Linked DNA regions of Zea mays: region 2 is linked to region 1. A link is a contact called in public Hi-C data. All regions are on one chromosome and are shown on one strand. The core of a region is the stretch at or near the end of the contact, and the rest is flanking DNA. Distances in the headings are between cores, read along the strand shown.

The links. A called contact is a pair of places that touch in the nucleus more often than the background predicts.
Region 2: a contact with region 1 is called in a Hi-C map of ear, with 2.4 times the contacts expected there. The contact joins the promoter of LOC103635572 here to the promoter of LOC100382828 in region 1. A contact is called at or near these places in 2 of 25 Hi-C or Micro-C datasets (ear and endosperm).

Annotation. Positions count from the first base shown.
Region 1 is chr8:95,431,379-95,434,078 of Zm-B73-REFERENCE-NAM-5.0, forward strand. LOC100382828 reads left to right here and starts at 1,403. Exons shown (of 11, transcript NM_001361684.1): 1 at 1,403-1,643; 2 at 2,034-2,200; 3 at 2,655-2,700. The coding sequence starts at 2,053.
Region 2 is chr8:96,039,703-96,042,402 of Zm-B73-REFERENCE-NAM-5.0, forward strand. It overlaps LOC103635572 (cation-chloride cotransporter 1), which reads left to right and starts at 1,388. Exons shown (of 14, transcript XM_020543276.3): 1 at 1,388-1,557; 2 at 1,723-1,910. The coding sequence starts at 1,735.

The DNA of each region.
Region 1 (2,700 bases), core at 153-2,652:
AAACCGAAGACTGAAAAACGAAAACGTAACCGAAAAGCGGAACCAAAACCGAAAAACCGGAAACGGCCAAACCGAAGTATTCTTCGGTTACCATTCTTCAAAAACCGAAATTTAGTTCGGTTTTCGGTTTTTAGTTTGGTTTAAACCGAAAAAACTAAACCATTAGCCCACTAGTTTAAAATCCCATTTTGACCCATGTGTGCACCTTCATCCAGTCGATGGGCTGGTCACACGGTCATGGGGCATGTAACCTTCTCAATCCCACTTCCCACTAGCTGCTAGACGCTCACACCGCTAGGAGCCGGGTTACCGGGTCAATCCCATCATGGCCTCACGCTCGTTGCTCACGGTCCCACCTTGTCACGTGAAGTTCGATTTTTGGTTAAACCAAAAACCGAACCGAACCATATGGCTAACCAAAGGTTCGATTTTTTCCTTTTCTAAACAAAAATTTAGTTGCCATTATCTAGAAATCGAACTTTAAAAAACAAAAAACTGAGCAAAAAAGTTTCGATTAACTGATTGCCCAGTCCTAGCCTTAGTCCCCACTCCCCACAAATACGACATATCATACATGTCCCTACGACAAGTATGGTGACCGATTGGTGAAGGACATCCGTGATACCGCCACGACCGAAGGCATGGCTCATGGTACGACTCTAGGAACAGGATAAGAATATGATAGTTAGGTCTTATCAGATGGGATTCTAGATTTATCTTTGTAATATCTCTCGTCTCCTGTACTATAAAAGGGAGACGAGGTTCCAGACTCTCTAAAGTTTAGAGAATGGTATGCTCTCTAGGTCACTCTACAATGGACAAACATAAAGGTGAATTAATATCAATAGATTAGAACTCACACAACAACTAAGAAGTAAGGACGAGCTAGGAGTTCTTGATGATTAGTGGTGCATGGGCTTGTAATTTTCTTGTTTATTAATCGATGAGTAGCAAAAGATCGGATAGTATTGCACACAACGACCCAAACCTAAGTGTCCTCATGCTGACACCTAGTCACGTCTAGATTTAACACACCGCGACTTACATCCCACACTCCTAAAACTTTCTCTCTTCGATATTTTACGTACTTTGATATAATATTTATGATATAAAAAATAAACTATAAAATATATTATCTCTATTTTAGTTCATGTGTTTGGTAATATAGGAACTAAAAGAGATTAAAAAATAGAACTAAAAATTAGATTATAAAAATTAAACATCCCCTTAAGGGCTTGTTCGGTTATTTTTAATCTGTATGGATTAGAGCGGATTGATACGGATTAAGAGAAATTTTAATTTGTTAGAGATTGAAACTCCTTCAATTCACCTCAATTCATATGGATTGGGTAGAACCGAAAGCCCTTCGTTAAGAATGATTGAGATAACTCTGATAGGGGCCGTGAGGTAATCCCGCAGTGCAGGTGAGCGACCGGCGCCTAGCGTTCTGTGGCCGCCGCCCTTCTGCCGTCCGACCGGACCAGGTCGCCGACGTCGCCCCTATCCCGCACGCGTCATCGCAGCGCCTCCGAGTCTCCGCCAAGATCTGCCTCGGCCACGGCGCGGCGCCGCTGGAGCTGCAGCCGTCCAGCCGACTGCCTTCCGCCGACCACCGACCACCGACCACTGGCCGAGCCGCCGCAGTGAGCCTCCTCTGACGTTCTTCCTGCTCTCCTATCTCCAATCTCGTTCTGCAGACAGTGATTGTATTTTTGTTCATGTGCTGAAATTGCGAAATAGAAATATTGATGCACAACTGCAAATACAAAGTAGATTAGGATCAGTAAATTGGAATGTGGTTGAATTTTGTTCATGTGCTAGTGTTGATCGACAACAGTAGAATTCAGACTTGGTCCAATATATTACTGAAATAGAGTTTTTTCATGTGCTAGAGTTGATTTGAAGTAGATGAATATTAAATACACAATGCTTTCATGTCCGTTAGAACCATAGGCCACACAATAAGTATATTTTTCATGGAAAGGAAGTTGCATTCTTGATGTTTGATTCCAGATCTGTGCTGTTCTATACAGGCTAGCTGCGCTTTGAAGCATGGGTCGTTTTGAACAAGTTACTCCAGAAGGCCCTGAAACTAATCAGCATGATGAGCAGCGCTCCATACGTTTACATGCATTTTCTGATCTATCACACGTCCCTGCAGCCACTTTTATTTATCTCTTAAAGGACTGCTATGGATATGGTACGCCTACAAATAAATTGCATGTTTCTCTATTTATATTGCTTCATCTATTGAAATCTACTCTGCTGCTGATCTTGTTTCACTGTGAAGTTGAATTCTCACAGCATATCTTCTAAAAGAGCTGCTGAAAGGAGACAATCATTACATTTGTATATTGTTAACTACTGGCTTTTCTTATCAGTTCCTATGGAATCTGTAATTGGAGGGACAGAGTAAAATTTTTAATAATCACAATATGTTTTTTTATCACTATCACAAAATTTTATCAAAATTTGACTGATGTAGTAATGCTTACAAATAAATTACTGTTTATTTAAAAACAAAATGTTCTCTGAAATTTATATATTTTTAAATGCAGTATTGCTATAACCCTTAATTATCTTCTTTATAGCTTTTATAATGCTTGGTTATGCTGACATCTGAGGTTCTGATCTTTTGTTAACTTTTAACTCAGGTACGAACAAAGCAACCTCAAAGTTTAAGATCCTCATGCAGCTGGT
Region 2 (2,700 bases), core at 138-2,637, 610 kb after region 1:
TGAGCTAGACGACGTGATGGCGTCGTCGTCGGATGCGGTGTCCAGAACAACCTGAGAGTCGTCGATGTTGGCGACAACCATGAGGCCTCCCTGCTTAACGATGGACAGCGCGGTACAGCTGCTCTGGACCGCGTCCAAGTGGTGGCTTCGCGGGAGCTTGTCGTACACAGCGGCGCATGCGACCACGTAAGACTGCTTTTAGAGGTCGAACTAACAGTCGCCAAGCTTCTTCTCGTCATCGATGAGCGACGCTAACGTGAGTGCCTCCTGCTCATGGTGTTTGTTCGGAGTTTCAAGTAAGAAACATGGATTCATGCTTGGCGTTGGTTTATGGAAATGACTCAGAAGTCTGATCTATGGAAAAAAATATTACGGAGAAAAATGTCACGCATGCAAAAAAAAAAGAATTTAAGTATAATACATTATGCAAACAAAATAAATTGCATGCAAAGCTCTTCTTTAAATAATATTATCTCCATCCAAAAATCTAATTCAAGAATCTCGGTGATACTTATCTACTACTACGCATTGTGAAAGGGTAGCAAGTGAGCTTGGTGAGAGATGTAATAGATGTGTTTCCTGTCATAAATGTAGACATAAACACATATGTGGTGTAGTGGTAGCTACTCCTAGCCTTTGCTTAAGAGGTCACGGGTTCAAATCCCCTTGAGGACATGTGTTTTTTTTAATTTTAGCTAGACGTGGACTGTACGGGGGAATGATGGGAATGACAGGTGGCAGAACACGGGAATGACCGACTACCCTTGCAGCCTTAATAGTAGTAGAGATATATTGATATTGGTCTTGCAATGGTTCTAAAATTCGAATCATCGATTTCAAACATGACCTAAATTGCAAAATGCAGAAATAAAAATGTAACATGCAGCGAAATTATTTTCCACATAGTAGCTCCAAGTTTATTGATAAAAAATAAAAGAGAATAAAAACAGAATAGATATAACACTAATTTCATATAAAAAATGCTTTGGGGGAGTCTCTCGGATTGCCAAATGTGGGGACAAGAAAGGATAAAATAGTAGCTTTTTAAATTTAGCAACATTGTTTAGGGTACCATTCGAGACATGTTTTTTTTCTAATAACTTCTTAAACTGAAATTTAGGAACCTTTTTACATAATAGTTGGAGATGGTCTAAAAACAGTGCAGAGTGAGCAATTAAACCCATATCCCGCTGCTCGAGAAATTTAGGTTTAACTATCAAACCACATGTACCTTTGTGTTTACAAATAAACAATAATTACATTTAAATTAATATCTTAATAACTATTTATATGATATATAAAAATTCGCAGCAAAAACACGACTAAAATTTAGCGAAAACCGGCCCAAAACGGCCGATTCTACGTTCGCAAAAAAGGACGATTCTACATTCGCAAGGCATAGTACGAAAAAAAACAGAGTAGTAAAAAAAAAGCGAGTTTCATGTCTTTACTTCCTCTGACCGTTGCCCACCTTCCGCAGCCGCCGCCACTGTCGCCGCTGGCGTCTCCTCCTCCTCCGCCACTGAAACCGCTATCGCCTCCCACCACCTCCTCCAGGTAAGCGGAGCATCCGGAGACCTCTCTCCGTTCCCCACCTGTTGCGCAGGCGCTGCTCCTCCCGCTAGCACGCGCCGCTGCGGATCTGGATCCGACGCCGGCTGTGCGGGGTTAGTTAGCGTGTGTACCTCTGAACTCTGGATCTCACCGGGATGTGTTCCGCAGCGTTCCCGAGGGATGGAGAACGGTGGAATCGAGGAGGCCGACGACGCACCGCCAGTGCCCTCGCCGCCCAATGGGCGGCGGTACCGGCCGGTCGGGTCGAGCGACCGCGCTGTGATCCAGATGACTTCCATGGAGCCGGGATCCTCCTCTTCCACAATCGATGCCGTCGTGACTCCCCAGCCGCCAAGGTGATGCGGACTCTAATCACATTTGCAGGTTTCGCGAGCAATTTGTTATGTCACGTGCTAGCAGATCGCATACGTGCTGAATTCAGAGGTTACTGCTGCGTGGATAACTAGTATAGTTGCTGCGAAATAGTGTGTGCATTCTCTTGGACATGAATTGTTTAGGACATGGGGTGTTGAACGGAGTAAGTGGAGAGTAGCGGTGGACTGTTGAGCATACTCAATCTGGGATGTTAGGAAACACTGAAATTACTATTTTGGGCCTTGGGTTGCTTCTTCCTATTTAAAACTGTGGTCATCAGGAGCAAGTCTGTGAGACCATGTCTGCCACATCTGTTTTCTGTTTTATGGGAGCGCCTGCAACTGCAATGCCACCATTGTTGAAATCAGTAGTGATAATATGGATGCCTGATGCCTCTTTCTTTTCTAGAAGATTGGATGCTTGACCGATGCTGAAATTGTTATTGAATTCAATAAATATTGAAACCACTACCGATTGCTTTGAAAATAGTCAGTTGCTCCATAGTGATGGTCACTTCTGATTGGTACAATGCTTCGATCATTAGTGGTAGTTTGAATTCTAGCCATTTCCTCTGTCCTAATATTTTTTTCAACTTCTAACCATAACTTAAATCATGCCTTGTGTCAAGCAACTGTTGGCTTGTCGATGTAGATTTAAGTTTTGTGTTTAGAGTGTTTGATGTCAGTTTGTAATACTTGAAAACATGGTTATTAAAGCGGTAAAACGATAAAACGTTAGGATACACCTTTTCAACATTTATACGTTGAAACG